Linked DNA regions of Mus musculus: region 2 is linked to region 1. Evidence: chromatin contacts called from public promoter capture Hi-C data. All regions are on one chromosome and are shown on one strand. Each heading gives the region's core, a stretch centred on a gene start, on an enhancer-like site or on the middle of the called end of the contact. The rest is flanking DNA. Distances are from core to core; before and after follow the strand shown. Region 1 holds the start of Slc26a5 (solute carrier family 26, member 5). Region 2 overlaps Reln (reelin).

The links. Promoter capture Hi-C pulls out the DNA fragments that hold promoters and counts their contacts.
Region 2: a promoter capture Hi-C map of hippocampal neurons shows a contact between it and region 1, with 3 times the contacts expected there. The contact joins the enhancer-like site here to the promoter of Slc26a5 in region 1. A contact is called at or near these places in 14 of 39 promoter capture datasets (the 3T3-L1 cell line, the HPC-7 cell line, HPC-7-derived erythroid cells and 7 more) and 1 of 9 other capture datasets (pancreatic islet).

What each region holds. Positions count from the first base shown.
Region 1 is chr5:21,864,354-21,868,932 of GRCm38.p6, reverse strand. Slc26a5 (solute carrier family 26, member 5) reads left to right here and starts at 3,329. Exons shown (of 20, transcript NM_030727.5): 1 at 3,329-3,403.
Region 2 is chr5:22,326,589-22,331,506 of GRCm38.p6, reverse strand. The region is part of intron 1 of Reln (reelin); the gene reads left to right. Among named protein-coding and RNA genes, the nearest start is that of Reln, 16 kb to the left of the region's middle. Within about 2 kb of position 2,621, at least 9 of the 459 cell types and tissues checked have an H3K27ac peak or open chromatin away from gene starts, as enhancers often do.

The DNA.
Region 1 (4,579 bases), core at 2,080-4,579:
TATCTACCAAAAAGAACTCTCAATTTTGAACATCTGTGCTCCAAATGCAAAGGCATCCACATTCATAAACGAAACTTTACTAAAGCTCAAAGCACACATTGCACCCCACACAATAATAGTGGGAGACTTCAATACCTCACTCTCAGCAGCGGGCACATCATGGAAACAAAAACTAAACAGAGACACAGTGAAACTAACAGAAGTTATCGACCAAATAGATTTAACAGATATCTATAAAACATTTCATCCTAAAACAAAAGAAGGTACCTTCTTTGCAGCACCTCATGGTACCTTCTCCAAAATTGACCATATAATCAATCACAAAACAGGCCTCAACTGACAAGAAGATTGAAATAATGCTGTGTGTCCTATCAGATCACCATGGTCTAAGGCTGGTCTTCAATAGCAACAACAACAACAACAGAAAGCCCACATACACGTGAAAGCTGAACAACACTCTACTACTCAATGATAACTTGGTCAAGGAAGAAAGAAAGAAAGAAATTAAAGACTTTTTAGAGTTTAATGAAAAGGAAGATACAACATACCCGAACTTATGGGAAAAAAATCAACAAGGTAAATAAACCCTTAGCCAGACTAACCAGAGGGCACAGAGACAGTATCCAAATTAACAAAATCAGAAATGAAAAGGAAGATATAACAACAGAAACTGAGGAAATTCAAAAAATGATCAGATCCTACTTCAAAAGCCTATATTCAACAAAACTGGAAAATCTGAATGAAATGGACAATTTCCTAGACAGATGTCAAATACCAAAGTTAAATCAGGATCAGATAAATAATCTAAACAGTCCTATAACCCCTAAAGAAATAGAAGCAGTCATTAAAAGTCCCCCCCCCCAAAAAAAAAAAACAAAACAAAACAAACAAAAAAAAAAAAAAAAAAAACCCAGGGCCAGATAGATTTAGTGCAGAATTCTATCAGACCTTCAAAGAAGACCTAATACCAATATTCTTCAAACTGTTCCACAAAATAGAAACAGAAGGAACACTACCCAGTTTATTCTATGAAGCCAGTTTTGCTGTGTATTCTCCCTTGGAGACAGAACAGTGTCTGTCTAATCAGGAACTTGTCACAATTTCCTTTCATAGAGGGCTTCATAAGAGATTTTTTTCTATTTCTACTAATATCATGCTTAATGTTCCAAAGAGATTTTAAAAACTGGTTGAGTGCATATTACTTTTAGCTTCAGAAGATATCATCTATATTTAAGAGGCATTTAACTATTATAAATTATTTTGATGACTTTAAAAATGTCAATACTGGCTGGGCGGTGGTGGTGCACACCTTTAATCCCAGCACTTGGGAGGCAGAGGCAGGTGGATTTCTAAATTCAAGGCCAGCCTGGTCTACAAAGTCAGTTTCAGGACAGCCAGGGCTATACAGAGAAACCCTGCCTCGAAAAACCAAAAAGAAAAAAGAAATGAAAAAAAAATGTCAATACTGAGTTGTATATTTTAAAATAAATTTCATTAGTTTAATAAAAAATGAAAATAAGAAATAAATAATGATGCAAGCCCTGCCATGCAGTGGTGGTGCATGCCTTTCATCCCCGGACTCAGGAGGCAGAGGCAGACAGATCTTTGTGAGTACAAGGCCAGCCTGGTCTACAGAGCAAGTTCCAGGACATCCAAGGCTACACAGAGAAACCCTGTCTCAAAACCAAACACAAAAGAATTAAAATATAAATACATGCATAAATAAATAAAGATGGGTGGGCACAGCACCTGAAACTCAAACTATAAACATCTCTGAGCCAAGTAAACACCCGTATTAGGGTGAAAGGTGTCACTTGATAATTATTTTAGGGTTCTGGGTGCTGCCCTAGCAGTAGTGTTTAATCTGTCCATTCACAACGGTTCTACACAAGTATGGCTCTCGAGCAGCCTGGGTACTTGTGGGGTGAGGGTAGAAACGCTTAGCTTAGGGCTCCACTCCAGACCTACAGAATCCAACTCAGCATCGTTAACTGGGTCCATGGGTGCTGCGGGTATACTTATAGCCTCAGAAGAATTAAGCTACAAGGCCAGTATGTGACAAGGCAATCTTAAAATGACAACGGCCAAGTTCCAAATAACTGACAGCAAGACAGCCAGTTTCTCCTTGGAAAACTTCCCCACAAGGACTTGTGGAACTGTCCACAACGTTCTAGGGGGAAAAAACCTGTTTTACAACATGCCCAGATTCCAGTACTCCCAGTAGCAGGCGGCCTGTCTCCCTGATGCACTTAAACAGAGCTCCCTCCTGTGAAACAGGAATCTGTAGCCCTTCCCTGCATACAGGAACCCAGGCAATGTCACCCCAGGCCTTGACCAGTCAGGCTGGTTTCCCTGTGAGTAGCAACAGCAACTGATGCTCTTTCAGCTTTAAGAGGGCGCCACAGTCGGTCATATGACACTACATCTTGCAACCCCAGAAAGAACAAATCAAAAAAGAAGCATTTCTGATGAACCAATCATAAGCTTTGCTAAGCCATACAAGCAGAGCTGGCTGTGCATTGAAATCGTTTCCGCCCCTCACCTTGTGGATGCTGGCATTAGCCAGGGCTTGCAAATCCTAGCTGTTGGGAGTTAACAGCATTTCTTTCTCGCTCCTTTCTCTTTCATTCCTCTTTTCTCTTCGCCCTCTTTCTTTGTACCAAATAACATGGTAATCTGCACCAGCGCTTTGTGAATTCTAACTCCAATGCCCGTAAAAGAACCACCTGCTGCTCAAAGCTTAAAGAAAAACACCTTCAATTGTCATCCGTTCCCTAAAATGTATAATTGGCTGATGCCCGAGTCAACTAATGATTATACTTATTTCATTTACATAATACCAAACCACACTTTCTTTTTATTTATTTATTTATTTTAATTAGGTATTTTTTTTATTTACATTTCAAACGCTATCCCAAAAGTCCCCCAGACCCTCCCCCACACACACACTCCCCTACCCACCCACTCCCACTTCTTGGCCCTGGCATTCCCCCACCCCACCCCCACCCCCGTACTGAGGCATATAAACAAACCACACTTTCTATTGAATGCTCCTGCAGCCTCCCCAAAGAAAGCTATTCAAATTCTACACTGACAAACTCGCCAGCCACGACGGCATGAGAGCTGACTGTCAGCCCAGTCACCCGTGTCCTTGTAGATAATTGTACCCAAATCTAGTTTTCCCAGTGCATCTTAGAAAGTTCTAGATGTTTGAGAGGAGATCTGTGGAGACCAGGGAAGCCGGAATCCCGGGCTGCGAGGCGAGGCGGGGCGGTCTCGAGTTACAGCTCCACCACCCACTGGGCCACCCGCACCTCCTCGAGAGCTCGCACCTGGACAGTGAAGTGGAGTTCACTGCAGCGGCGGCTCCGCCCAGCGCAGCCCCGGGCAGCGCTGGTGGCCGGTGAGTACGCGGGTGGGCGGGCGGCCAGGGTCCCGGGCTGTCTGGAGGGGACCTCTGGCCCACCAGACCCTGGGCTCTGACTGTCACCTCCTCTCCTATGGGCCTGATTCTTGTTCTCGTCTCCTACTAATGACCTGACTGCCTGTATCCAGCATCCTGTTCCCACACCCTGTAGGGTAAGATTATCAAGAAGCTCTCTCATCCAACAAACTTCCCCAAACCCTTTTGCCCTCTCAGCTCGTTGGGGATGCTTTGATTGGCGGGACCTCTTGAGGTCTCTTTGATGTTCGCCTTGACTTCATCATTTCCAGTGTGCCCTGGGCTGGCCTTGTCCAGGGACCCTCTTAGCTCTAGCTTGTTTGCATCCACTCCTCTGCAGAGCATCTACTTCCAGTTTAGTCGGGTGGACTCTGCTAGCACCTGCGTATTCTGGGTTCCAGGAATGGGCCCCCTGCTAAACACTCAATAAAGCGTGAACTCTGTCTTCTACTTCACAATTAGTAAAGTGGATTGCTGTGCGCTTTCCTGCCCTGAAATTGGTGTTGGTCTCTGGCCCAAAAATCCTATGCATCACCAAATCCCTTAGGTGGCAGGTGCTCTTGTGTAGTGTTTCTGCAGTGTTTGTAGTCGGTAGAAGCCCTTAGTGTTCAACCAACTTTACTGGTGATAACTCTGCCTCCTTTAGCTTGCCCATGGGCCAATCTCTGCCCAGGACACAAGCTTGACTTTCTTGGTGAACTATCTTGCATGCTAAGATAGAAAAACTGCCAGGATCTGCTGGCCCTGGTCTGACATGAAGAAGGAAGGGGGAGATGCAGACCTGTGAGGGGCTTGTGATACCGCTAGAACTAGAACTAACAATAACAATACTAATAATAGTAGTGATAATGTAACGTCAACAACAACCAAAAATGGAAGTTTGGGGGAAGATTCAGCTGTTTCCTATCTGAAAAGGAGAATTGTATGCATTAGATATCAATGTATTATCTACCAGGAGTGTCCAACGTTTGACATTATGACTTGACATCAACACTAATGTGTTGGGCTTTGCTCGTTGCTATCATGGGATGCATGAGCCCCATGGCCCAAGGTACTGTAAGTTAAATGCACAGCAAGGCATAAAAATGGAGGCAAATCTGAGATATGCAATAGGAAGTCTAAGCATTTTTAAAAAAA
Region 2 (4,918 bases), core at 1,372-3,871, 460 kb before region 1:
TTGCAGTTTTGTGCCAGTGTCTGGGTCTCTTGCATGTTAACGGTGCAGTCTGATTGTCTGTCTTGCAGGAACTCACCTTCTAGTCTGCTGACTGCTCTTCACTAGACCACCAGGGATCTTGTTCTTAGCCTCCTTCAGGGACTTATGAGAGTACACATGGCTCTGCCTTCAGTTGTACTATCAGAAACCCATCTCAGCGTTCACTAGGAAATGTCACAAGGCTTCTTTCAGGACCAAGGCAGAGCTTGTCACGGTGGACCGTCCTTTTTTCTCTGACACATCCTCAGTGGACTTCTGAGGCTCTGATTTGGTCCTTGCCTGCCTGACTACAGAGTCAGAGGACTCAGGGTTGTCTTTGCTGCTTTCTCTCTTCATCTGCCCTTTTCTCCCCAGCGATGTCATCTGTCCTAACACTTTAAGTGCCATCTACACACCGTTAACTCCCAAACAACTGTTCTCTGCTTAAGCTTGTTACCGCTGACTTAATGCCTGCACTTGGCTGTCTGCCCAGAGCTTCCTGAACCTCTTCATCATGACATCCCTTCACAAGCTCCTTCTGGAGTCTCCCCAACTCTCCACATGACAACTTGCTGTCTGGAGATAGCCAGCCCTCTTCATCGTTGTCTAATGGCCCCTTCCGGTCCCCACTCTAAGGCTTTGCAGCTGTATTTTCTAGCCCTCTGGGTCTGCCCCTGCCTAGCACAGCCAGCTTCTCCTCACCCTCCTTGACTCTGCCTTGTGCTCAGTGGTTTGGGCATCCAGCTAGGACCAGGCTGGTGCTGTTCTCTGCTGCATACTGTCTACCTCAGGCCGCCCCAGGCTTCCTACCCAGCATTCCATTCAGTTTGCCATTTCCACAAACAAGGTGGCCAGAGTTTGAATGATAAATCATAAGGTAATTTTACCTGTATCTTTTGTTCCTCAGTCTCCTAGAGAAAAAGATGGAAATCCCATTCTGTGGCCTACGGGACTTGGCGGTGACAATCTCCAGTTTCTTTTCTGATGTCCTATTTGTCTTTTTTCTCATCTGTCTTCCACAGAAATCACGAGGGCTTCATCTCTCTCCTAAAGTGTGGTAGGATTCTACTACCTCAGCGATTTTACATTTGCAGTCCTCCTGGTTAGCATGCATATCCCAGGATTGCCTCGTGCTTGGTCTCAGAGATTCCAGCCATAGTCAGCTCTAACCTCAGTGAGCTCTCCCTGGCCACATGACCTAAGGCAGGCCCCCTTCTTTCCCAGTGCTCATATTTCCATGGGCTACCTTATTTCTCTTTGTATAGTGTCAGACATGTCACTGAACAAAAATCATGTGTGGGATTTCCTTAAGAGTTATAATTGTCTGAATGTGATAATTCCAAAAGAGTAATTAAAAAGATGATTTATAAAGATGTATGTAAGTGTACAGTTCCTGACTTTGACTGTTGGGTGGATACTAACAATGCCTAACAAATCTGAAAGTCACATTTTCATTTTCCCACCCTCCATAGTACAAAATTCTCATGACTTCTGTGAGACCATGCAAGGCTATTTATAGCAGCTTTTGGGCTGGCCTTACTTTAACTATATGTTAGCATATCCCAAAAGTTCTCATAGCAATTAGTAACTATAATTATTAATAGAAACTATAATGGATTTTACGTTCTTGTTCCCAGAAGCTTGTCTGTGCTGTACCATAAATAAAACCGAAGCAATCTTGATGAATGGGAGATAGTTTTTATTTAAATTTTCATCTGGATGGGAATAAATAATTGGAGGACAGACTAAAATAGTTCCAGCAGATATGCAGCAACCATATATAAAACACGTAAAAATAACAACTTAAAAGTTGTACCAAAAATTCATCTTCTAAGAAAAAGTGTTCCTGACTAGGGATAGTTGATTAGAGAATAGCATTTGAGACAGGTGCTTTGTGCTTTGTGTCAAGGAATTAACACCTCTGGATCCTGCGTTATGTGGCTGTGGGCCAGCAACCTTTGCCTTATCTGTTAAATCCTTTGCTTATTTTAAAACATGTTTGATAGCTTCATCATTTCTAGGATAGATTTTAGCTGAGTTCATCACCATTTTCCTCTCTGTAACCTACTCCACTGCTGAAATCTGTATTTCTAATATGTTTCTCTCCAACTTTAATCACACCTACAGGTGTGTGGTGTATGTGATGTGTGTGTGCACATGAGAGAGAGAGAGAGAGAGAGAGAGAGAGAGAGAGAGAGAGAGAGACAGACAGACAGACAGACAGACAGACAGACAGTTAGTTTAGTTAACTTCTTGCTCAAGGTTACTTTCTGGATTAGGGCTACACTACTTAAAAAAATGTCACTCCTCCCCCAATAGTCTTATTTACCATAGTCCCGCAGGGAGGGGGGTGGGGCCTTATAAGCTCCTCCACCATCCTTTTCAGTATTGATTTTAACAACTTGTTAGTAATGCTAGTAATCCTATGTAATATATTCAGTATTTCCCCAGTTTTCCATTATGAATTTTCTTTATATGAAAATTCCATGTTCCTATATGTCAAAGGAACATGGAATTGTCTTATGTGTGTTTCGGCTTTGAGCTGTAGTAGATGTCTATTGCTGATTCATTATTGTTGAACTCATAGCATGGTGAGTCAGCCTGAGCGTGCTGTGTCTGTAATGCATCACAGCCTTGCTGTTCTAGGAGCACTGGCAAAGCTACAGCAGTGTCTTTGGAGGTCTTTACACATTGGAATCATCAAGGAAACCCCCAGGAGAAAAGTGTAGCAAGAAAGCTTGTGAAAAGGATACTTGTTTACCGTTTCATAATCTTTGTAACATTGGGGGCCGAAACTTTCCGTGTTTCCTGTGTTGGCAAAGAATGGGCTGTGTATTGTACAAAGAAGTACCTCAACCAGAAGGCAACACAGTTTCGTTCTGGAAAAAAGGGTGTGCCACCACCCACACTGAGCAAGCAGCATACTCGGACAGGAAGGTCACTTAGCTTTGCTTCTGACACAGGTGGTGGGTGACTGTGTTTCCCACTGATGGGAGCTGGGATCTCAATCTGTCATGTGGCTTCATGGTAATTGGTTTGAAGGAAGTGAAGGAAAGGCAGAGAGGCTAGCCACCTTTGATAGAAAAAAAGTTTCATTCAATTGTATATGAACTAAGTAAAGGGACAGCTTTGTTTGACCTCAGTTGGGAACTTTATTTTGCTCAGAGATGACTAAAAATGAACCATGAGATTTGATCTTGGAACTGTCAGTAAACTTACAAACCAGGAACTTGTTCATAAGAATGGGGTGCATTGTATACCACTGTAAGAGTTACATAGCCCAAGTCACCTTCCTTTCAAAGGACCACCTCTCCTAGTCCTCTCTCCCTCCATATATGTGGATGTCGAGGCAGGATGCTGATAAGGGAAGTCAGGGGGGTTGTGGTGAGCTCATTTTTGTGGTGTCTTATGACCTCAGTTTTATGAAGACTACCAAAAAGTTCTCATATGCTTTCTACTATTTTCCAGAGGACTTAACTTATTAATTGCATATAAGTATAAAACATTTAAATATATAAGCATAAATATATTTCCATATATTTATATATATCACACACAGTAAAGGGGCTCATTATTGTTTCATACATACACATGATGTCTAATGTGTTTGGATCTTAGCTACCTTTCTGTCCCCTTCTCTCACATTGATTCTCTTTATCTTCCCAGTCAGGCTTCCTTTTAGTTAACGTGTGTTCGTTTTTATGCATGATGACTTAATGAGCTTGCTTAGGGTTGATCACCTGAACATGCGCGGGGTTTATTTCCTGGTGCATGGCATGACCTGTACCACTGAAGTAAATGTCTTACTCTTTCCCAGGTACCACCAACTGCCAGTAAATCCTCATGGAGGGCTGGGATCTCTTGAGTCCCTCCCTACACCATACGAGATTATCTTATGCAACTACGTGTTGTATATAGTTGCCATTGTGTGAGTTTATGAGTACAAGTCCTGTGCCCAGGAGACAAAATTGCACAGCAACTCACCCATTGCTCTGGCTCTTATATTCTTTTTAAAATTTCACGTGTTTTGATACAAATGAGTGTTTTGTGGATGTATGAACAACACTTGCCTGCAGTACCCAACCAGGCCAGAAGAGGGCATCAGATCTCCTGAGCCAGGAGTTATAGATGGTTGTGAGCTGCCATGTGAGCCTGGGTATGGAATTTGGGGCCTTGAAAGAGCCATCTCTCCAGCCCCTGACTCTGATATTCTCTTTGCCCCTGTCTGTGATACACCCTGAGCCATGAGGGCTTGGTATAGCTATCACCTTAGGGGTGAATCTCCAGCTGCCCCTTAGTCTCAGCAAGCTCACCGGTCGGTTATGGCTCTATGTTTGTGCACTGCCCACTGCAGAGAGAAGCTTCTCTGACCAGAGCAGACAACAGCACTAACCTATGAAGAGAAAATAACATTCAGAGGGCAGGCTGGTGGCCTGAGTTAGCTCCCCACTAGGCAGAGCAGCAGAAGCCACTGGCAGTCTGTCCATTGGATTCTTGAAACCCTGCTCTTGGTTTAGTTAGGCTGAGCGATCATCTGGACCCTCACTGAAGAAGTCCTGGTCCATCTCGGGAGGCTGAGGAGGGAGAGCTTGGGCATTGCCTTAGACAGTGCAGGTGGTGAATTGATGAGCAGTGAGGTGGGAGATTTCAGGGTCTCCGCATAACCCTCGCTGTGTGTACTGGCTGGTTTTGTGTCAACTCGACACAGCTGGAGTTATCACAGAGAAAGGAGCTTCAGTTGGGGAAATGCCTCCATGAGATCCAGCTGTGGGGTATTTTCTCAATTAGTGACCAAGGGAAAAGGCCCCTTGTGGGTAGGACCATCTCTGGGCTGGTAGTCTTGGGTTCTATAAGAGAGCAGGCTAAGCAAGCCAGGGGAAGCAAGCCAGTAAAGAGCATC